Linked DNA regions of Mus musculus: regions 1, 2, 3, 4, 5 and 7 are each linked to region 6. Evidence: chromatin contacts called from public ChIA-PET and promoter capture Hi-C data. All regions are on one chromosome and are shown on one strand. Each heading gives the region's core, a stretch centred on a gene start, on an enhancer-like site or on the middle of the called end of the contact. The rest is flanking DNA. Distances are from core to core; before and after follow the strand shown. Region 1 holds the start of Ddx21 (DExD box helicase 21). Region 2 holds the start of Kifbp (kinesin family binding protein). Region 3 holds the start of Sirt1 (sirtuin 1). Region 4 holds the start of Ddx50 (DExD box helicase 50). Region 5 holds the start of Srgn (serglycin). Region 6 holds the start of Dna2 (DNA replication helicase/nuclease 2). Region 7 holds the start of Dnajc12 (DnaJ heat shock protein family (Hsp40) member C12).

Region 1 (3,315 bases), core at 704-3,203, 340 kb after region 6:
AAATGTTGGCAAGGTGCATTTCAACGATCTACCTGCTAAAGGTTACCTTTTCTATCAGTAGGGCTTCTAACAAAATTAAATAATAGCTTCTATCTTAAAAGAAAAAAAAATCTTAGCTGGGCAGGGGTGACACACAACTTTATTTTCTTTTTTCCGTGAGTATTTTGCATTTCAGCCTTCTGAGGCTCACCTCAGACCCCAAGTCCAAACGCAGTGCAGTGCTCAAGATTTGAATCCAGAGTTTCTTTCACTACACTCCGTTGTCTCCTCAAAATTAGCATACATTACAATGGATCCATTTAGAAATATCTTAGGGCCTGTGAGATGGTTCAGTCCATATGGTGTTTGCTACCTCTTGATGCAAGCTTGAAGAATTGAGTTCGATACCCAGAACTCACATAAAGAAGAGAATCGGTTTCACTTTCATTTTTCAAACTACTGTGATAAACTGTCTCCCAAGTCCCCGAATCACTGGTTCTTCAGAAGAAGTTCTAAAACGTATTACCAGTGTGGTCGTGCAAATATTTAATCCCAGCATAGGCAGATCTCTGAGTTCAAGGGCAGTCACGGGTGTACAGTGAAAGCCTGACTCAAAACGAGCATTGTCACTGATCATTCAATTGGCCTCTTTCCCTTATCCAATGGTAGTAGTAAACTCTCCAACTTAGGCATCTTTGGGAATCCATTCCTAGTCTCAAGGCCCTGTCAAGGGGCTGAGTGTGCCCTCAAACCCAGTGATAACTGTCCATCTCTTACATTAGTCTATAACAGTGGTTCTCAGTCTTCCTAATGCTGTAGCCCTTTAATGCCTCTTACGTTGTGGTGATCCCCAACCATAAAATGAATTAATTTTAGTTGTTGAGGATTTAGCTCAGCTGTAGAGCGTTTGCCTAGCAAGCGCAAGGCTCTGGGTTCAGTCCTCAGCTCTGAAAAAAAAAATTGCTACTTCAAAACTGTAATTTTGCTATTGAATCTTAATGTAAATATTTGATATATGACCACTGGTAAAAGGGTCGTTGAACCCCAACGGAGTGTCGACCCCCTTGAGAAACTTTGGTCTGTAGTGCTTGAGGACAAGCAGGGCTTGGATGTTATTAGAATCCTGTCTGTCCACTCTGGAAGCAGAGGCAGGCGGATTTCTGAGTTCGAGGCCAGCCTGATCTACAAAGTGAGTTCCAGGATAGCCAGGGCTACACAGAGAAACCCTGTCTCGAAAAACAAAACACAAAAAAACGAACCCTGTCCGTCATACAAGAATACCCGGAAGTTTATAAAGTGCACACATGAATAAAGGGCCAGACTTGTGAATTGTGGGTATTTTTTGTTGTTACTTGGGGTCGGGGAGAGAGCTGTTGAGACAATCTCATCATGTGTCGGGCTAGCCTTGAACTATGTGCACCACGCTGGACTCGATAGAGATCCATCTACCTCTGGCTCCTGGGTGCTGAGATTAGCGGCGTGCACCCCATATGCCCTGCCTATTCTGGTTCTTTTAAATTGTTCATATTGTGCAGCACGCATATGCGTGTCCTGGGTGCCACTGAGCGCGTGCACGATAAAACTGCACAGCTGGTTCTGTTTTCCAGGGATCACAAATTCAGGTCACCAGAACTGTGGTATCTCGCCGGTCCCTGAATTCCGGTGCTCACCAAAGCACCTGGGTTTATCTGTCACCACCCAGCCGTTTTCCACAGGTAGCGTACACATCGCAGCTTTTCATGGGAAAATGTTGCCAGCTGGTAATCCCAGACTCGGCAAGCGGAGGCAGCAGGGTAAGATTCAAGGCCGTTCTCCAAGTCTAGCCGTGGCGATCCCGCTGTCGTTAGACCGCGCAGAGCACCTCCACGCCGCACACACGGGTCTCACCCAAAGCCGCGCGAACCGCAGCCTTGCCGGTACACGCTACTTCCGCCGGATGCACTCCGCTGCGGAAGTGACGAATAGGCCCGGCTGAGGGGCGGTCCGCTTTCTCTGTCGCCCTCTCTCCTAGCACGCGGTTGAGGAAGCCGGTAGGCCTGAGAAGCTGCTGCTGAATAATGCCGGGAAAACTCCGCAGTGGGGCCAAGTTGGGCTCAGACGGGGCCGAGGAGAGCATGGAGACGCTGCCGAAGCCAAGCGAGAAGGTGAGCCTGGGGGGAGGGGGGTGTCCCCGAACTGGGCCGGGCCGGGAGCTCGTGGCCGGCCCTCTGACACGCCGTGTCGGCTGGTCAGGCTTGGGAGTGCGGAAGGGATTGCCGATCGCGTCACAGTGCGGACCAGAGCCGAAGACGGCAAAGTCTGAAACTTGCGCACATGGTCGGCATCTGCTGTGACACACAGACACAGTTCCCTCTTTAAAAAAGAAAAGAAAAGAAAAAAAAAAGAAAACCCAAAACAGAAAACGTGGTTGGCTAAGTGATCACCCTATTATATAGAAGGATCTGTGTGAGCACTGTTAAATCGCCTTGTCTCTTCTTAATTCCTTGCATAAAAATATTAAACTTGTGACAGTATCTATCAAAGTAGGAGGGTTCGGAAATTATCCCGGAACTCCTATGTTGTACGACTTAATTGAGTTTTTTTTTTGCTGTCTCTGTTGACTTTGAAGGTAGGAGCCTTTTAAAGGAGCAGCAGTAGTATTTGAATTAGGTGGAAATCACTGGGCGCACAGCGTTCACATCCGCGTGTTCAGCTGCCTGATGCTGAAGTCAGGAGGGAGGGACCTAGCTACGCGTTTATATTCCGAACTCGACTTACTGTTTTTCATATATGTAGTAGATAACATGTTCATGGGGCGGAGAGATTGTCCACGATACAGTATTTTTAAGATGGTTTTTGTGGTACCAGGACCAAACCTTGGGCAGCTCACGTGTTGGCAGGTGCTGTCCCACTGTAGCTCTAGCCCTTAGCCCAGCGGTTCTCAGCCTGACAGATAATCTGCAGATGTTTATATTATGATTCATAACGGTAGCAAAAATTAAAGTAACAACGGGATAATTTTCTGGTTGGGGGTCACTACAATATGAACTATTTGAAAAGTTGAGAATCGCTACCTTAGGCCATGATTTGAGAATTTAGTCCATTATGATTTAGTCTTTACTGCCTGGAACACTACTAGAGTCTATCTAGTAGGTGGCTAATAATCGGTACAAATTTTCCATATGAAAAGTTGCACATTTAAATAAAGTCCAAATAAAGTTTCACAGACGCAAATGATATATGAATTTTTTTGGTAGTTTTGTTTCATATAGTGTCTACGAGAATCCACATTGAAGTACACATTTCTTGAGTGTTTTACCATATAGAAATTTTGGAGGGAAAAGAAACCTGTTGTTG
Region 2 (2,892 bases), core at 346-2,845, 370 kb after region 6:
TCGGATCCCCCATTACAGATGGTTGTGAGCCACCGTGTGGTTGCTGGGGTTTGAACTCAGGACCTCTTGGAAGAGCAGTCACTGCCATCCCCCCAGCCCTTCAGTGGGCCATTTTCTACAGGTTCATTTCTTGAATCATCCATTCAAGTTTTGTGAATTGCTCTCTTCCCCTAACATCCTATGTTTACCTTTCAATATGTATGTACATACATTTTAAGACTTAAAATAATTTTACATTTAATAAATGTTTTCAAGACAGATCTCACTGTGTATCTCTGGCTGTCTTGGAACTATGTAGACTTGTAGCACAACCAATTCTGAGCTTATCCCTGACCAGCTTACAAATAAGTGAGACTCACACTATGGTTATTTTATTTGGCTTTGACAATTACTGGGGGATAATCTCTAATCTATTTTTCCAACTGCTGACCTGGCTTCTTTCCCAGCAGTGTTCCCCCAAGTAATTGCTGTTTCTCCTGCCGTGTGCTCATGGTCCATCTCTCCTGGCTCTTGTTCTACTCTCTCCAATGCTCAACAAGGAAACCCACCTACCTCTGATCCCTGCAGTTATTAGCTGTAGCCTTTGTTGTTTGTTTTTGTTATTTCGAGACAGGATTTCTGTGTAGCCCTGGCTGTCCTGAACTTTGTAGACCAGGCTAGCCTTGTACTCAGAAATCCGCCTGCTTCTGCCTCCCCAGTGCTGGGATTAAAAGCGTGTGCCACCACGCCCGGCAGCTGTAGCCATTTTTTTTTTTTTTTTTTTTTTTTGGTTTTTCGAGACAGGGTTTCTCTGTATAGCCCTGGCTGTCCTGGAGCTCACTTTGTAGACCAGGCTGGCCTCGAACTCAGAAATCCGCCTGCCTCTGCCTCCCGAGTGCTGGGATTAAAGGCGTGCGCCACCACGCCCGGCTAGCTGTAGCCATTTTTATTTAACCAAATTAAGTTTTAAATTAAGGAATAAAGTTTGTACAACAAAAGCTGGTAAGCATGAGAATTTAATCATAGGCTACAGAATTTAGCATTACAATACATATCAACACTGGCCCCTGTGTCAGCCTGCAGATAATTGGCACCATGCCTAGCTCAGAGCCTTTATAGAATTTTCAGGGACTGGGCGGTGGTGGTGTGAGGTGGCTCTAGTAAGTAAAGGCTGCGGAGGCTGAGCCTGAGGATCTGAATTTGATCCCTGAGACCTGGGTACCTGGGTTGTAGTTTCCTACAACTATAATTTTTAACTGTGATAGCGTAATACATTAGTGGTGAAAGATTCTTGCCTATGAACTTGAGCAGTTATCGAAAGATGTTAGTGTTAAATTTCATTTAAGCTAGGGATTGACTTTACGATAGGCTAGTACCTTACCCCTAAGAATCATTCTGATTCTGAACATTTTTGTATAAACTACATTTTGGGATGAAGCAGGAGAAGCCATACTGCTCAAGGGTAGCAGCGGAAGGCTCTGTATTCCCTGACAGCTTCGTTTCCTTGACGACGGCTGTTGTGGCGACCAGAACATCCTCCCATTGGCTGCTGCCGAGCGTCTAGCGCTCCCCTCTACCGACTTCATTGGTCGGCGCTCCACAGTCACGACACGTCGTAAATGAAGTGTCGCAACGCGGAGGCCTCCAGTGGCTGCTGGTCCACGGACGGGGAGGCGGCCGTCAGCTCAGGCCGCGATGGCGAACGCTCCGGGGCCAGAGATCCGCGAGAAGTTCCAGGCAGCGCTGGCCCTGTCGCGGGTGGAGCTGCACAAGAACCCGGAGAAGGAGCCGTACAAGTCCAAGTACGGCGCGCGCGCGCTGTTGGAGGAGGTGCGCGCGCTGCTGGGCCCGGCGCCCGAGGACGAGGACGAGCCGGCTGCTGACGATGGGCCGGGCGACCAGGCCTTGGGCGCGGGTGAGCCCCGGGAGGCTGAGGGCCCCGGAGCGCAGCGGGCGCTGCGCCTCGCGGTGGTCGAGTTCCACCTTGGTGTGAACCACATCGACACGGAGGAACTGTCTGCCGGCGAGGAGCATCTGGTCAGGTGCCTGTCGTTGCTGCGCCCCTACCGCCTGTCGCTCGGCTGTGTGTCTCTCTACATCCAGGCGCAGGTGAGATGCTGAGGCGGGAGTTCTGCATCCAAAACGCTCCTCCTGGCTGCGCACGTCTCTCAGTTGGTTCAGTCCCCAGCATTGCACAACACCCGGCCTGAAATTCCAGTACTAGGGAGGCTGCGGCAGGAGGATTGCTTTGGGTTCTTGGCTAGCCTGGGTTTCATAGCGAAGTTTAGTCCCTTTTAATTTGTCATAACACCTACCCTCCATCTGCCTACCAACTCCCTCTGAGTTCTCGCCGCCTACTCCAGCCTCACTTGCTACTTTCCGTAATCCTGGGCAGAAAACCTAAGCGTCCGAATCAGCGCCTCCCAACCCAATGACAAGCTTAGTTTCATTCTGTGAAGAAATAATCCAACGGGATTCGAATGGAATGAACAGGACAAGGGATCGCAAGAATGATCCAATCTTAAATGTTGTTGTTGTTAATGGCCAAAATCTTAAAACTTTATTCTTTACCACATTCATCTTGTTTGCTCAGCAAGGAATTCGTACCTTTTCCTTAAACTGTCTCGACAACCTTTTAATAACTTTTTATTTTTTGTTTGTGTTTAGACATCCATTTGTGTCTGCAATGCTTAACTTCGACTGTCTTCACCTCCTGAGTGCTAGGACCCCCTCCCCCTTTTCCTTTCAGAGTCTTGTAGCCCAGGCTGCCTTTAACCCATGATCCCCCCACCTCAGCCTCCCTGCTGAGGTTATCGGAACTCTTGTTTGGACTAACTCTATCTGGTCCAAACTGATCTCACCTTCCATCCTTTACATTTTTATAAGCAGCAAGTGCGACTTTCTGCTCTGGAG
Region 3 (3,218 bases), core at 609-3,108, 390 kb before region 6:
TGGCTTGCCTGAACTTCATATGTACACCAGGATGCCTAGATTTGCCTGCATCTGCCTCAAGTGCAGGGAGTAAAGGTCTGTCCCATCATGCCAGGCTCCTGAGTCCTGTTGTAAAAGGTGTGTGCTGCCACGTGTGGCTAGTGTTTTGTTTTTGAGATAGGGTGGGATCAAATTTATTACCTAGTGCAAATGGATTTAATTTTCTGATCCTGCTGCCTCTAACTCTAAAATCTGGGGAAACCCCACTGTAATTGAACCATGTGCAATTGAGCCCTAATGATCCAAATGGATACAGGTGCTCAGAATTTCATGGTAACTAGAAAGTGAAGGGGCTTAGAGTTGTGAAGGAACTAAGGATTATTTAAAAAATTATTTAAATATGTATTTTTATGCTGGGCTTGCTGGTGTACATCTTTAATCCCAGCAGTTCAAGAAGCAGAGGCAGGTGGCCTCTGAGTTCAAGGACAGCCTGATCTACAGAGTTCCTGGACAGCCAGGGCTACACAGAGAAACCCTAACTCATAAAACAACAACAAAGAGGATTTTTATGTGTTTGGGTCTTTTGGCTCCATACATGTCTGTGTTTACCAAAAGCAGGTGTCAGATCTGAAGGTATGAGCTGTCATGTGGATGATGGGAGTCAAACCTAGGGCCTCTGCAGGAGCAACAAGTGCTGTTAACTACAGAGCCATTTCTACAATTCTAGAAGTAAGATTATTTTTTCGAGACAGGGTTTCTTTGTGTAGCCTTGGCTGTCCTAGTGAACCTCCTCCTGTCTCCTCCAGCTTGCTGGGATTAAAGGCCTGTGCCACCATCAACTGCCTAGGATTTTAAAACTAATGTCATTTACTTTAAACCTGACTAGCTGATTTCTCATGGTCTATCGTTTTAAATTTCGTTTTTGAGACGAGGTCTTATGTATTCCAGGCCTTTTTTGAACTTCCTAAGTAGTTGGAGATTACCTTCAACTTACCCTCCTTCCTCCCTCTCTCTAGGGCTTCGGGGTTGTCTGGCAAGCGTGACTTTACAACTGAGCTACAGTCTCTTTCGGTCCTGGCCCTGTCATTTTAGAGATGATTAAAAACTGGGCTTAGAAAAGGTTCAGTCAATCGCCCAAGTCACAAGAGCCCAGGCCCAATCTGACTCTTAACACAGAAGTTTGTGGAGAACCAACCACTCTCCCTTCTGTCCTCTCTCTTGCTGCCCCAAGAGATGAATTTTACCAAAGACTAAAGCGAGGTACAGAGGACCTGGTGGGTCCAGAGAGCAGATAGGGCGGGTCCTCAATCGCCAGATCTTTCCAGGAGGGCAACAGGCCCCGAGGGCTGGCTTGGGCATTCCATTGCACTTGAGAAGGGAGATTGGGAGAGAGCGCAAACTTCCTGAGGAGAGACCACAGGGGTAACCTGAGGAAGAGCTGTCACAGAGCAAGGGCAAGGCAGGTGGAGGAGTTCTCCTCAGGAAGGCCGGCGTCGGCCAGGTTGGGCTCTCCAGAGCCCCTGAGGTAAAAGCCGACTTGAGGCGAAGAGGCGCAGGCAGGCAAGGTGCACGCGTGAGGCCCAGGTGGGAAGTGGCGGCGCCATCGCAAACTTGAACCACCGCGGCGATCCCGGACGAGCAAGCGAGCGAGCGAGCGAGCGAGCGAACGGGTCGGGCGGGCGGGAGGCGCCAGAGGCCGCTGAGGGGAGCCGAGCCGCCCTGGGTGGGGCCGGGAAGGGCCCAGGCCGCGGGCGGCGCCCGGCCACGTGACCCGGCGTGTTGTGGTCCGGCCCGCGTGGGTGGCGGGAGAGGCGCGGGGGCGGGGAGGGGCGGGTCACGTGACGGGGTTTAAATCTCCCGCAGCCGAGCCGCGGGGGCGCCAGTGCCGCGCGTCGAGCGGAGCAGAGGAGGCGAGGGCGGAGGGCCAGAGAGGCAGTTGGAAGATGGCGGACGAGGTGGCGCTCGCCCTTCAGGCCGCCGGCTCCCCTTCCGCGGCGGCCGCCATGGAGGCCGCGTCGCAGCCGGCGGACGAGCCGCTCCGCAAGAGGCCCCGCCGAGACGGGCCTGGCCTCGGGCGCAGCCCGGGCGAGCCGAGCGCAGCAGTGGCGCCGGCGGCCGCGGGGTGTGAGGCGGCGAGCGCCGCGGCCCCGGCGGCGCTGTGGCGGGAGGCGGCAGGGGCGGCGGCGAGCGCGGAGCGGGAGGCCCCGGCGACGGCCGTGGCCGGGGACGGAGACAATGGGTCCGGCCTGCGGCGGGAGCCGAGGGCGGCTGACGACTTCGACGACGACGAGGGCGAGGAGGAGGACGAGGCGGCGGCGGCAGCGGCGGCGGCAGCGATCGGCTACCGAGGTGAGTCCGCGCGCGCTGCCGCGCAGCCGCGTCCCTCCGCGTCCCCGCCTGTGACCCGGTCCCAGGTTGCCCAGGGCCCCGAGAGCTCCGCGGGCTCCGCGGCGGCGGCGGCGGCAGCGGCGCAGCTCGGCCCTGGCTCGGCCGCGCGCCGCCGAGCTCGCCGGCCCTGCTGCGGAGCCGCGCGCGGACTCGCCGCTCGCCTGGGCCGCCTTGCGCTGCTGCGCGCAGTCGCCGGGACCGCGGTTCTCGCAGTTTGGCGTTAGAGTGAAGTTTTCCCTCCCTCGGTTTGGTTTCCCTCCCGATGCGCCTTTAGTGAAGTTATAGTTTTCCTCACTGCACACTTTGCTTTGCGACTTTGGGGCTGTCCCGTGGATCGACATGCGATTTCGTTTTGCAAACTGACACCTGTGTTGCTTTTTTTTTTTTTTTTCTTTTTTGGATAGACCTATGTCTTTTTTTGAAGTTAGAAATTTTAATACACCAAAGCTATTTCTTGAGACACAGTCTAAAAAATGTAAGGAAATGGCTATTCCTAAAAATGTTGCTTTTCTGCGATTGCATTTATCACTTCGATATAGAGGAGTTATAGTTGTACTGTACTTTCGTAAGTTTTCTTTTCCTTTCAAAATCATGCTCGCAACATTTTTAGATTAACAAACCTGAAACAAACCTGCTTGGTTTTGCCCTATTGACGCCAAACGTTTGGGTTACTTTTTTGTTTTGTTTTTGTAATAATGCCACTTATCGTCTTCCTGAAAAGCTTTGTACAGAATTTATCAGAGTCTGTCAGTGCCCTTGTAGATGTTTGTGGCTCGTATAATGGTGCCATGAATTAAAAAACAACAAAACGTGTTAGGGACTGAAATAGGAAATGACCCTTGATGTCAGGT
Region 4 (3,098 bases), core at 498-2,997, 300 kb after region 6:
GCCACATTTGTTGGCGCCGAAGGTGTCACAATTTGGGAAGCAGTCACTTGAATGACTAATAGAATCTAGTCCTTTTCAGGTTTGCTGTGAGGTTTGGTATGAGAAAAAAAATGCCAAAAATAGGATCCTAAGAAGGTAAAAATGCACTTCATTTGAGTGATTTTCAGCCACAAGACAGCATCTGCTCCCTTTATACCCATGTGTGTGGCATTCTTCACCTTATTAACTGTTCCTATGCATAGCATATTCCGTTGTAGGGGCATAGTGTATTGCTGTAGAACTGGGTGTAGCTAAGAGGAAAAAGAATTTAGAAAAGCTATTGAGATTTAGATTTGTAAAGATTTAGATGTAGAGACCCATAACTATTCATCCAACTTGTGGGAAAAGCCTTTTTCACCATCATTCCTTGAACACACCTGGTGTTATAAAACTGAATCCATAAGACTACATTCAGACAAAGTCATTGATGTTAAGCCAGTCCTTATTTTCATAGAATTCTGGAAGCTATCACAAATTTAAAATATTGTGGTCCCGGTTATTTAAGTCTAATCATAGAACTCAGGACGTGTAGCTGTAATTTTTTTAAGGCCTGTGTTTGAGGCTCAGATTACAAGACTGCTACACTAGACATTATGTAGTTTGCAAGAATGCCCTGTACCTACATCTAGGTTTGGTGTCATCTTCCCTCAGGAATGTAATAGCTGATTGACTGAATAAAGAGAACATGATAAACAAGGTTTGAGGACTGGGATTGTTGTTCAATTGGTAGTAGGCTTGCCTGGTCTGTGAGGTACAGGGGATCGAGCCCAATCTTTGTGAATATACATAAAGACCAAGAAGTCAATTCGCTGACACTGATATCTTTCATATAAATTTGTACCTCAGAGGCAGTTAATCCTGAACCTTAAGATTAAATGTACGTATTACAAGCAGGTCATCTGTCAGACACATTGGACTTGCTTTTCTTATCCTTTAGATTTTTCCCTATTCTGTTTCATAGGAGCGAGCATTCGCCTTGCAACTCTGGGAAATTACAGCTGTGAGAGCGCTGTGCCCATCGCGGATTCCGATCACTTTTCAAGTCTTACAAGCGCTACTGAGTTTGGACAAATAAATTCGCTTCTCGGGTGGGTTTGGTTTCTTCTGGGATACGTGAGAACTAAAAGTGAAGCCATAACTTAACGCCTGCATAAGGAGCTAATATCCTTGAGGCGGCCCCTCGGCTTCAGACCCCTGCAGATTCTGCTGACCCCGGGAAGCCTCGACGTCAATGCCCAGGTACCGTTACAGGCTAACGCTCCACCCACTGCGGGGGGCGGGGCGGGGCGGGGGCGGGGCGGAGGGCTGCAGTTTCCGGCGGCGAATGGCTGTACGGCGCGTGGCGCTCCCGCCGGCCTCAGCTCGTGCTTGCCCACGAGCCGCTGCGTCGCGCGTCAGCCCCTCGCTCCCCGCCGCCTGCGAGGGGGCTGCGCGAGCGTTGCAGGGCATGCTGGGAAGGGAGGCGTTCCGAGCGGGGGGAGGGGAACACTTGGAATTCTGCGTGCCGCGCCAGGGGAGGCGAGCGTCCTTCCTGGAGATTGGCCCGTGCTCTGGAGAAGCCTGTCACTTCAGACCGTGGGCGGGCCCATCGGGGCCACTCAGGTTTTCATTGGCCGAGGGAGGCTGCGACTCTCTGGGAGAGTTTCCTCCTGTAGAGTTCCGGCTTGCTTTGCTCCCGCCGCGAGGTGCGTGGCCCGGAAGTGACGCACGGTCCTGGCCGGCGGGGCCGCCCAGCCCCCGCTTCCTTTCACGCTCTCGGTGGCCGTAGGTGGTCGCGGCCACCGCAGCCGGGCGGGAGGTTGCGACGGCCAGTAATGCCCGGGAAACTCCTCTGGGGAGACATAATGGAGCTCGAGGCACCCTTGGAAGAGTCCGAGAGCCAGAGGAAGGAGCGGCAAAAGGTGTGCTGCGGCTGGGCCGCGCCTCCCTCGGGCTGCGCTGGCCTGGGCGGGGAGGGGAGCTGTCTAGGAAGGGGAAAGACCTGTCAGGACCGGGGGCGAGTTTCCGAGGGACAGCTTCCCCTTCGCCGAGCTCAGCCCTCCGAGGTCCCAGGGACCATTCCCCATCGCCGCACTCCCGGACCTGGAGGAGAACGGCCCGGCTTCCGTGGTACTTCAGCCCCACGTCGGCCTCTGCGCCCGGATCTCTCCCGAGAGATGGGCAGACTTGAGCTCCCATCGCCGTGGAATCTGCTCGTGTTCCCTTTCTTAGGCGGCGAGTCCCTTCATTTGGTTTTCCGGGGCCTTCGAAGAGTTGAGACAGAGATGATGATGGCTTTGCCTATGTGTTGCCTCCCGGTCGCGGTGTCGTGTCTGCAGCAGTCTCGGGAAAAGCTATCCTAGGGGGTTACAATCCTCCATGATTGGGTAATAGAGGCTTAAGGAACAGTGTCAAAGCCAGGCTTGCCAGGGGTTGGCTGTGATGGAGTTCGTGGGGGTTGTATTACGAATAGCCCTTACTGTCAGTATTTTCAATCCACTGTGGTTTTTATTGAGGCTAATCGTGCCAGACTCTTAGCTGAGGACCGAGGAGATAAAACTAATTAAGTATGCAGAATAGTCCCTGCCCACCAGGAGCCTGTAGAGGTTCTATCCCCACCTCCGTCCAAGACATTAAGAAAGAAAGAAAGAAAGAAAGAAAGAAAGAAAGAAAGAAAGAACCCGAAAAATAGAGGATCTTATGGTGTTAAGAAAAAATGCAGAGGTAAAATTTTTACTGGAGACATTTGACCTGGAGAAAGAAAGCTGAATGAGGATGAAAATGACTGTGGGAAAGATGACACTTGATAAAATATTTACTCTGTAGAGTGCTAGAGATGAGGAAACACCCCCTAGGACCTACCACGAAGGTAAATTTTAAATTCTAGCCACCCTTTTATGTCACCTTCCCAGTGGGCATTGAAGTGAGGCCACCACTATGCCCGACAAATGCCCAGCGTTGAGCTCTATTCCCAACTCTCGTTTTTCTGTTTTTGTAGAACGTACTAAATTTGGAATTTACATTTGAGAGTTCCATTTTTCAGTGCTGGGGTTTAAATTCGACCATGGCTCAAGGTTTAT
Region 5 (3,304 bases), core at 346-2,845, 440 kb after region 6:
TTGAACTTGAAGCAGCTGATTGCACAATCCAAAGCAGAGAGGAACAAATGATTGCTGGTTTTCTCTCAGCTTGCTGCCATCCGGATCCCTAAACCAGGGAGGGCATCACGCTGCCTACTATGGGCTGGATCTTCCCACACCAAATAACCAAGACAATCCCCCTTAGGCCTGTCCATAGCCATCCTGATCCGGGCTATCTCCGTCCCTGAGACTCCCTTCCCACGTGATTGTAGGTTGTGTGAAGGTGACTAAATTATCCATCTCTACTTCTAATTGCCTTGAAGGTGTCGTGAGAAACTTCCTGAAGCTGTTAACATGATCTTTCGTTTTGTTATCAGGGCTTTAATTGAAGCTTATCATGAAAAGGGACCAAAGGCAGAGGAGAGAAATCCCAACAGATACTAAAACTCCACACGGTGTGCGCTGGGTCTCTGTGCGCCTCGGTTGCTACAGTTGAGGGTTTCCAGGCTCTGAGGGGGCTTCTGAGGAGAAGTTTCTAAGGAGGGCTTCATTTTCTCTATCAGGGCTCCTGAGCTATGAGATTCTAAAGTCTGTCCTTATCAGGAAACCTTAAGGAATCAGCAGGAAGCCCAGAACAAGGGGAAGGAAACTCCTCCCACCCATCAAAGGATGGCCAAGGGGCAGGCATCTGAGCAGCCGAGGAACGGACACCCTGAAGTGGAGAATGGTTGAGCCCTCAGAGCAAAGGCAGAGAAAGCTGTCTCGCTACAGATACAGCGTAAAACCACCCTTACTGTGAGGCTAGCACAGAGTGGCCATTCCCGCACCCGCACCCCCAAAGCCCCGCAATCTTCGAGGCCAGGGAACGGCTAGTCCTTTATGAACGGCAGCATCTGTGTCTCTGTTTTCACATTCCACGGCCCTCTGAGGGGGGGACCTGCCCTCCTTGTTCCTGATTTTTGCCTTACTCAAGACCAGAAAGAAAAATTTTTTTTCGAAGTAAACAAACAAACAAACAAAAAAAAACAGGAAAAAAAGATGCAAACATGCATGGTCTCAATCCCTGGGGAGCAGCTGATTTTATATATATATATATTCCTCACCTGTTTGTGAGCTAGAGGGAAAGCCAGGAATTCTAGCAGACTCTGGACGTTAACGGAGACCGCTCATCCTGGGGGCTGAGAACCCAGCTCGGCTCGGAATGTTCCCTGCTTGTGCCTGACTCTGTGCGCGCCCAGCTTCTCTTTGATGTGCGCTGTGGATGAGCCGAGCTCAGTTCTGGAACAGCTGAGTCCTCCTGTCTGTTTAGATTGTTACCTGAAGGAAGGGAGGGGGAAGAAAGTGCTGATTCGACTTTTTGATGGGGAAAACTTTTTTTTTAAACATGCAAATGACAGATGGCAGAGCTTTTTGGAAAAAGAAAAAATAATAACCACACAGCAAACGCCTAGGGGGAGTCCGGTGGAGTTTCATCATGGGTATGAACAGTTGTTGTTTTTTTCAACTTTCTTCTTCTTTCTGGGTGTTGATGTGGATCTCTTTCTATTTGTTCAGGAAACTGTGACGTGTGTTCTTGGGCAGGGTCTGAGGTTTTGGAACCTCTTTCTAAAAGGGACAGAAAGAGCACCCTGCTACATTTGCTAATCCAGAGGCTGAGTGGAGCCGAGCTGGTCAGGATGCAGGTTCCCGTCGGCAGCAGGCTTGTCCTGGCTCTCGCCTTCGTCCTGGTTTGGGGATCTTCAGTGCAAGGTAAGAGACCCAGGATCTTTAATTCTCTGCTCTGAAGGCATCAGCATATGCACAAGTAATTGTCTTCATCTGAAGGTGCAGGGTGTCCTATTGTGGGAGGGGAGGTAAGGAAGGATTTCAGGTGCCTCAACAACCTCGTGTGAGTTTACTTGAGTTTGGTCTAAAAAATAATAATAATTAATTAAACTCTAAGGTAAGTGGTGGCCTTAAAACCTGTCAGGATGACTGAAAAGTGTTCTTATTTTTTTGGGTAAAGATGTGTGGTTTATTCATTTAAAGCATTCAAGAAATAAATGGAAAATTACCCAACTGATCTACTGAGATGGTGGCATCATGGAATTTTCTAGAATAGCATCCTATCACTGAGTTGTCTGCATGAACTCCATTTTGATATAAGGTCTCATGTAGCGTAAGATGGTCTTCAACTTGCTATACAGCTGAAGAGGACCTGGAACTTCTACTTCCCGAGTGCTGGGATAACAGGTGTATGTCTCCATGCTGGGTTCCAAAGAACGGAATCTGATGGCGCTGTTATTTTAACAATGAAAGAGGCTTTTGTGTGTGTGTGATTTTCTGAGACAGGGTTTCTCTGTGTAGCCCTGGCTGTCCTGGAACTCACTCTGTAGACCAGGCTGGCCTCGAACTCCGAAATCCACCTGCCTCTGTTTCCCAAGTGCTGGGATTAAAGGTGTGCGCCACCACTGCCCGGCTTTTTTTTTTTTTTTTTTTTTAATTGGGGTAAATGTAGCTATTTTTACTTTCTTCTTAAGCTCGGCTCTTACCAAACATTCAATTTTGGCTAGGCAAAATGCTAACTCTAAAACAATATTTTAGAAACAGCCTGAGGAGTGTTAGCATTTGTGCTCTCGTCCAGAAAACAGGTTTTCGTTTGAAAACCTGTCTGTAAATTTGACTGTCTTTTACAGCTGTTCAGTCATGCTGACTCAACCTCAAACTTTTTCTAAGAAGATGGAATGTTTGTAGAACAAACAAACAAACAACAACTACAAAGAAGCACACTTTATTCGCCTTAATATTTAGGGAACTATGTCTAAATGAGGCAGAAGGTCATGGCCTGATAAATAAGTTGCCGAGTTTATGGTTGAAAAACATAAAGGAAATGTTGAGTCACAGCGACATACGTGTCCTGGAGTTTCTTCGAAGTGACTCCTAGCTGTAGCGTTCTTACTTCCGGTCGAAATGACATCTCACAGGTTACTTCAGAAATTCCTTGCATAGTGGAAGTTTAGAAACTTATTTTCATGGGGCTATGCTAACGTCGTCATCGGAAAACAGGAAGTGACCTTGCTAAGGCTCACTTCTATTTATGTAGCTTTGTGATATTGGCGCCTACACCCAGGGCCTCATGCATGTCCGGGGCTCTGCTACACAGCTAGAGCCACACTTTTCCCTTTGACTCAGAATTCAAGTTCATGCGGATCTTTCAGGGAAAAACCTTTGGCTTCATGAAATAGTCCCCGGTAGCCACGTGCTCTGGCAAGATGGACAGCTGTGAATTCCGCATTTGTGACACCTGGCTCTGGGTGTCTCTCTACCAGAGGCGTGCATGTAAGCCTTTCAGTTGCAAAAGTTC
Region 6 (3,201 bases), core at 700-3,199:
AAGGCTGGGGGTCGATCTGATGGCCAGCACTGCACAAACTAGGTGTCTGAGTGTGGTGGCTCATGCTTCTAACCCCAGCACCGAAGAGTCAGAAGCAGGAGAACGGAGTCATCCTTAGATGCGTAGGCAGTTTGGGCTAGCCTGGACGACATGCGGAACCATCTCAAAGCAAACAAGAAGTGAGTCTTCTCCTTTTAAAAGGTATATGAGCAATAAGGGAAGCTGGACACGATGAACCACTCCCATGGCTAGGGAGGCTGGGGCAGGGGAACTACCACAAAGTCAAGTGTTGCAAGAGATCAAACACAAAGAGCCAGACACCCAAGCTGCTTTAAGTAAGGAAGCAGACTCTCTCTAGAGGGTGGCTACCATAGCTCCTGAAAGCACAAGACGGTAATTTTGTAAGTTTCTGCCTTTGTACTTGATACATGGTTACATATATTCTGATCAGTATTCAAACTAGAAGGCAGTAATGGTTAGAACTGGGGAGGGGTACGGGTTAGGGTCAGTCTACAAACAGGAGAATGCCCACCAGTTTGGCCAACTCTCACCAATACCTGGACTAGACATTAATCAGCCTGTGTGGCTTTTTCTTGGGCCTCCAGGGCCCACTCCTACCTCCTAACCACACAAGGTTAGCCTGGTCTACAAAATGAGACCCTGTATAAAACAACAGCAACAAAACAAACACTTGGGAAGTGGAAAAAAAGAGGATCAGAGATCAGAAGGTCAAAGCCGTCCTGGGCTGGCTACACATCTCAGCTCGAGGCTAGCCTGGGCTACCTCAAAAACTGGAAAATACCAAAAAGGGCTTCTACCACAGTCGAAAGCAATTAGGAAGTACAACTAAAGAGAGCTAGTCCTGTCCATTTTCCAGATAACTGATATACTGGGCATGCCAAAGTTCAGTGGCATAGCACCTGCTGTGCTGGGCATGACAATGTTCAGTGGCACAGCACCTGCTTGCTGTACCTGGTCCGCCCAACTACTGCTTGAAGGAAAAAAGAGGGACGCGGGAAGCAGCATGAAAGGTTCACTGCAATTGCTGCCAGGAGCTGCCAATCATACTAATCTTTATGGCATTAGAGGGCTTGGACCTACTGTATACCGGGTGTAACACCTCCAGGAGCTCTTAAAAGATATATTGAAGGGATGGCACGAGCGCCAGGAGATGCCTCTAAACTCAGGCACTTGCATATGTACACTTAAGTAAATTTAAAAATAAATAAAAGCCGGGCGTGGTGGCGCACGCCTTTGATCCCAGCACTCCGGAGGCAGAGGCCGGCGGATTTCTGAGTTCGAGGCCAGCCTGGTCTACAAAGTGAGTTCAAGGACAGCCAGGGCTACACAGAGAAACCCTGTCTCAAAAAACCAAAAAAGAGAAAGAAAGAGAGAGAGAGAGAGAGAGAGAGAGAGAGAGAGAGAGAGAGAGAGAGAGAAAGAAAGAAAGAAAGAAAGAAAGAAAGAAAGAAAGAAAGAAAGAAAGAACGAACGAACACTGGGTCGTCTGACTAAAGGCGATTCCTGGCAAGCCTTCAGCCCGGAGTTTGACCCCGACGTCCCACGTGAAAGAAAATAACTAGCACGGGTGCTCCTCCGACCGCCACAAGCGGGTCTTCCGCACATGCAAATAAGACAAAATCAAATCCAAAGTATCAATGACAGGGGTGGGCTGACGTGTGAAAAAGCAGCGGGCTACACCAGCAAGCTCAGGTCCCAATTAAGACTGGCCGACGATCACCCTCCAGCTAACACCCGGGAAAACCGCGCAGGTCCCGCTCGCGCCCGCCGCCCTCCCGCAGGCTCACAGCTCCACCCGCGGCACGGCCTCCGCTCCGCCGTCCTCTTCCAGCAGCAGCAGGTCCAGCTCGTCCAGCGGCTCCATTCCTGCCGAAGCCCGCCGGGAGAGCGGGCAGCCGTAACTCGCGGCGCTAGAGAAGCGCCAGCTCGCTGCGCATGCGCAGCAGGCGCCCCGCGCGCCAGCGGCTCCCGCGCTCTCCGCGCCGGGAAGCACAGCGCCGGACCGGAGGCGCTTTTCCGCCGTCTCCACTCCAGGACCGGATGCCTGCATGAACCTGCTGGGCTGCCGCGCAACTGCACGCGTCTCATAGCAATCCCCCGTCTCGGGCTTTTCAGAGCAGGAGAGCGGGAGATGCAGCTGAATTTCCACTACGAACCTGTCTTGTTGCAGGGATCTGATGCCTCCCACCCTCTGGCCTGGAAAGGCATCCTCATGCACATAGTGCATAGTACTCACAAACACACACACAAACAAAATAAATTTTTTAAAAAGTAAATCTAAGCCGGGCGTGGTGGCGCGCGCCTTTAATCCAAACACTTCAGAGGCAGAGGCAGGCGGATTTCTGAGTTCGAGGCCAGCCTTGGTCTACAGAGTGAGTTCCAGGACAGCCAGGGCTACACAGAGAAACCCTGTCTCAAAAAAACAAACAAACAAACAAAAAAAACCAAGCCATCAAAACAAGGATAAAAAATTACTTTTAATATCATATGGATTCTATAACAGACATAGAAGGCAATTTCTTATTTTAGAAAATATCTTCAGTTCTCTTTATTGATAATATAATTGCGATATTTATTTTATAGATTTAAATTACCTTAAGATTGAATGGAATAATTAGCTACAATGTAGTCCAGAAATTAAAATATACAAAAGAGTTTTATAAACAGACTTATCCCCACTCCTGGTACATTTACAAATCACATGATACATTTTTATTTTTAAAGTAAAGATTATAAAAATGAAACTAATTCATCCAATTTTTTCCAAGATGTGACAAGAAATATTTATATACATGAAAAAATGCAGAAATAACATTTGCAGCTTAATTTTAATGTTTTAAAAATCACATCAGTTCTACAAATAACTACCTCTAGAGAAGGCTTGATGCTTCTACTCCATGGGTCATGCTTACAACAAAAAGTGTTCTAAACACAATGATCAGAATTCTTATATTCTAAACAACCTTTTTAAAATGTAACAATCAAAATGTGGTTTATATTTACGCTTCGGACTATGACACACTAAAATTACATTACATGGAAGAACTTATATCTTGACATAATACCTCAGAAACATTGCTTCATCTAAATTGATGGTCCATTTACATTTCCTAGTACATACCAAGTTATTTTAGACAAGCATCTACAATGCTACTCTCCTTTTAAGGGCAAAGATATTTA
Region 7 (2,888 bases), core at 346-2,845, 440 kb before region 6:
TGAAGCCAAAGCAAGGCTTAATTCAGAGTAAGAACTAAGGAACTGTCATGCAAAAGGGACTGCAGTAAGCATAGTTTTGGGGGGTTGGTTTTGTTTGTTTTATTTGGGGGATCGGCCCTTAGAATTACAGTACACAGGTCATCCATCTTGGTGTCTTAAGTGACTCTTGAACCAAAGATCTGGTCCAACCCAACATACAAAGGTTCAACGAATAAAACATAATTTTTAAATAAAAATGTATGTGTAGTAGGATATTTCTTTAAACTAATTATAACTATCGATGTTTAAAAAAAAATTGGCTTTGTGGCTAAGCATGGTGGCACATGCCTTTAATCCCATCACCTATGAGGCAGAGGCAAGTTATGTCTGTGAACCATGGCCAACTTGATCTACATGCTGAGATGGTGAGTTCCAAGCCAACTCTGTCTCAAAAACAAAAACAAAACAAAACAAACAAAAAAGTAATGCAGGCTATATGACAGAGTAAGTATCCCTACTCAGCCAAATAGAACCCAAATGCACATACATATATACATACAGGCATGCATGCATGCACATAAAACAAAAATAATAAGTCTTTAAAAGAATAACACATTTGGCTGGGCGTGGTGGCTCACGCCTTTAATCCCAGCACTCGGGAGGCAGAGGCAGGCGGATTCCTGAGTTCGAGGCCAGCCTGGTCTATAAAGTGAGTTCCAGAACAGCCAGGGCTATACAGACAAACCCTGTCTCGAAAAAAAAAAGAATAACACATTTGTCTCAAGTATATGATGTCTAAGGGAAGCATTACTTTCTTTAAAAGAAAAATCTCCCACCAGATATGACATCTAACTTGATTTGATTTGAAATTATAATGGTATTTAATACCATTTGAGGTTATAATGGTACTATAAAATCCATGAGACTTTCTCTGAACGAGGAGACTACAGACAGGGGGCCCCGCCTCCTGAGCTCTAAATCGCAGCCTTTACTTAGGCAGTGGCTCTCAACCTTCCTAATGCTGCGACTCTTTAGTACAGTTCCTCACGTTGCGGTAACCCCCAACCATAAAATTATTTCGTTGCTACTTCATAACTGTAATTTTGCTGCGTTTATGAATTGTAATTAAAAATATTTGATGTGCAGGATATCTGATATGCGACCCCAAGTCCGTAGCAACCCACAGGTTGAGAACCGCTGCTCTAAATAAATAAAAACTGTATGTGGTCCCTCTCCCAGCTAATACTTTGAAGTTCGGAGTCCTTTCCTCAAATTAACCAGCAAGCATTTTAATCCTTCACTTTCTCCGAGCCGAAACTCCTTCCAAATGGTACGAGGTTGGAGTTCCAGGAGACGTGGCTGATCTCAAAGGCGACCTGGTGAGAACCTGCAACCCTGCTTACCGAGGAGAGCTCATCGCATCCCAGCAAGGCGTAGTAGTCCTCGCTGCCCTCCGGCCTGTAGTTCAGTATCGCGTCCATTTACAGCGGATGAGTCAGTCCTCTCCGACGCCACCGACACTGTGAGCTCCGGGGCGACAGCAAAGCTCTTTACATTTCAGCAGGACTTTCCAAACCAGCGAGCACCCAGACGTCAAGCCAGCCCTTTGCAAACACAGCTTCTCATTGGCTGTTTGCCCAGGATCGAGCCTGCCATGCGGGGCTGCTGGGATCTGTAGTTTGGGGTTTGTTGTTGCTGTTGGGTTTTTTGTTGCTGTTGTGTTTTGTTGTTGTTGTTGTTGTTGTTGTTGTTGTTGTTGCTGCTGCTGCTGCTGCTGCTGCTGCTGCTGCTGCTGCTGCTGCTGCTGCTGCTGCTGGTGATGCTATTGTTTGTCGTTGATGTTGTTTTGGTTTGGTTTGGTTTGCTCTTTACTTTTTGCTTTCATTGAAAAAATTTGTTTCATACAATATATATTCTGATTATGGTTCCCCGGTCCCAACTCCTCCCAGATCCTCCCCTCTCCTTCACTCACCCAACATCTCGCCTTTTTTTTTCCCCCTTCTCTCGTTAGAAAACAAATTTTAAAAACTAAAATAAAAGAATTTAGAGAAAAATAATGGAAGAAACACATGCAAACAAAATCTATAAAATTAAAAACACGGGCTGGAGACATGGCTCAGCGGTTAAGAGCACTGACTACTCTTCCAAAGGTCCTGAGTTCAATTCCCAGCAACCACATGGTGGCTCACAACCATCTGTAATGGGATCTGATGCCCTCCCTCTTCTGATGTGTCTGAAGACAGCTACAGTGTACTCACATATATAAAATGAATGAATTAATCTTTAAAAAAAATTAAAAACACAAACTGGGAAACCATAACATACCAGCAGAAGGCCAGTAATTTTTTTTTATGCAATATAAAACAAAAAGGCTTTAAAAAATACCATTGTCAGCAACCACATGGTGGCTCATAACCATCCATAATGAGATCTGATGCCCTCTTCTGGTGTGTCTGAATACAGCTACAGTGTACTTACATATAATAAATAAATAAATCTTTTTTAAAAAATACCATTGAGTTTGTTCTGTGTTACCCGTTTCCTGCTGGGCACGGAGCCCACCCTTAAGTGTGCCTAATATACCCAGTGAGACCCCGCTACAGAGAACTACTTTTTCCTTGATGATATCAACTGAAGATGGCTTGTTGGTTAGGGATGGGAGGCCATCTCTACTTCCCCTCTCAGTGCTGGGACCTCATCTGGCTTGAACACGGACAGGCCTGTGTGTGCTCTCACAGTCTCTGTGAGGTCCTATGTGCCTCGGTGGAGTTTGAGTATTGACATGGTGATTTTTTTTTTTCCTATTAGCTAATCGGAAGTCAGTTTTGACAATTTAGTGTAAAACTGTTACTAATTTATTGTACCTCTGTTACTTGGATAGTTTTTTTTTTAACCTATTTTTTTAAGAG

The links. Promoter capture Hi-C pulls out the DNA fragments that hold promoters and counts their contacts. ChIA-PET counts read pairs in DNA pulled down with a chosen protein or histone mark. Capture Hi-C pulls out chosen DNA fragments and counts their contacts.
Region 1: a promoter capture Hi-C map of liver shows a contact between it and region 6, with 2.7 times the contacts expected there. The contact joins the promoter of Ddx21 here to the promoter of Dna2 in region 6. A contact is called at or near these places in 5 of 39 promoter capture datasets (the 3T3-L1 cell line, cranial neural crest, liver and 2 more), 1 of 484 Hi-C or Micro-C datasets (erythroblasts), 3 of 115 datasets of contacts at active chromatin or transcription factors (astrocytes, embryonic limb bud and microglia) and 1 of 9 other capture datasets (adipose tissue).
Region 2: an RNA polymerase II ChIA-PET map of memory CD8 T cells shows a contact between it and region 6, with 15 read pairs. The contact joins the promoter of Kifbp here to the promoter of Dna2 in region 6. A contact is called at or near these places in 10 of 39 promoter capture datasets (the 3T3-L1 cell line, cranial neural crest, embryonic stem cells and 6 more), 4 of 115 datasets of contacts at active chromatin or transcription factors (the NIH/3T3 cell line, astrocytes, memory CD8 T cells and 1 more) and 2 of 9 other capture datasets (adipose tissue and pancreatic islet).
Region 3: a promoter capture Hi-C map of liver shows a contact between it and region 6, with 2.9 times the contacts expected there. The contact joins the promoter of Sirt1 here to the promoter of Dna2 in region 6. A contact is called at or near these places in 10 of 39 promoter capture datasets (the C10 cell line, cranial neural crest, frontonasal cranial neural crest and 6 more), 1 of 484 Hi-C or Micro-C datasets (embryonic stem cells), 3 of 115 datasets of contacts at active chromatin or transcription factors (effector CD8 T cells, large pre-B cells and memory CD8 T cells) and 2 of 9 other capture datasets (adipose tissue and liver).
Region 4: a promoter capture Hi-C map of adipose tissue shows a contact between it and region 6. The contact joins the promoter of Ddx50 here to the promoter of Dna2 in region 6. A contact is called at or near these places in 2 of 39 promoter capture datasets (cranial neural crest and liver), 3 of 115 datasets of contacts at active chromatin or transcription factors (astrocytes, embryonic hindbrain and memory CD8 T cells) and 3 of 9 other capture datasets (adipose tissue, macrophages and pancreatic islet).
Region 5: a contact with region 6 is called in an RNA polymerase II ChIA-PET map of memory CD8 T cells, with 30 read pairs. The contact joins the promoter of Srgn here to the promoter of Dna2 in region 6. A contact is called at or near these places in 1 of 39 promoter capture datasets (cranial neural crest), 3 of 115 datasets of contacts at active chromatin or transcription factors (astrocytes, effector CD8 T cells and memory CD8 T cells) and 1 of 9 other capture datasets (macrophages).
Region 7: a contact with region 6 is called in a promoter capture Hi-C map of liver. The contact joins the promoter of Dnajc12 here to the promoter of Dna2 in region 6. A contact is called at or near these places in 11 of 39 promoter capture datasets (the 3T3-L1 cell line, the C10 cell line, the HPC-7 cell line and 6 more), 1 of 484 Hi-C or Micro-C datasets (embryonic stem cells), 7 of 115 datasets of contacts at active chromatin or transcription factors (embryonic stem cells, large pre-B cells, pro-B cells and 3 more) and 3 of 9 other capture datasets (adipose tissue, liver and pancreatic islet).

The regions. Positions count from the first base shown.
Region 1 is chr10:62,600,936-62,604,250 of GRCm38.p6, reverse strand. It overlaps Ddx21 (DExD box helicase 21), which reads left to right and starts at 1,953. Exons shown (of 15, transcript NM_019553.2): 1 at 1,953-2,123. The coding sequence starts at 2,037.
Region 2 is chr10:62,577,160-62,580,051 of GRCm38.p6, reverse strand. It overlaps Kifbp (kinesin family binding protein), which reads left to right and starts at 1,595. Exons shown (of 7, transcript NM_028197.2): 1 at 1,595-2,088. The coding sequence starts at 1,675.
Region 3 is chr10:63,337,675-63,340,892 of GRCm38.p6, reverse strand. It overlaps Sirt1 (sirtuin 1), which reads left to right and starts at 1,858. Exons shown (of 9, transcript NM_019812.3): 1 at 1,858-2,328. The coding sequence starts at 1,923. RefSeq lists a promoter at 1,294-1,922.
Region 4 is chr10:62,649,867-62,652,964 of GRCm38.p6, reverse strand. Ddx50 (DExD box helicase 50) reads left to right here and starts at 1,747. Exons shown (of 15, transcript NM_053183.3): 1 at 1,747-1,940. The coding sequence starts at 1,854.
Region 5 is chr10:62,506,048-62,509,351 of GRCm38.p6, reverse strand. Srgn (serglycin) reads left to right here and starts at 1,595. Exons shown (of 3, transcript NM_011157.3): 1 at 1,595-1,710. The coding sequence starts at 1,638. Gm51804 (a long non-coding RNA gene) reads right to left here and starts at 1,548. Exons shown (of 3, transcript XR_003949006.1): 1 at 1,398-1,548; 2 at 1,065-1,278.
Region 6 is chr10:62,945,777-62,948,977 of GRCm38.p6, reverse strand. Dna2 (DNA replication helicase/nuclease 2) reads right to left here and starts at 1,949. Exons shown (of 21, transcript NM_177372.3): 1 at 1,809-1,949. The coding sequence starts at 1,885. It overlaps Slc25a16 (solute carrier family 25 (mitochondrial carrier, Graves disease autoantigen), member 16), which reads right to left. Exons shown (of 9, transcript NM_175194.2): 9 at 2,484-3,201.
Region 7 is chr10:63,385,270-63,388,157 of GRCm38.p6, reverse strand. Dnajc12 (DnaJ heat shock protein family (Hsp40) member C12) reads right to left here and starts at 1,595. Exons shown (of 5, transcript NM_013888.3): 1 at 1,383-1,595. The coding sequence starts at 1,460.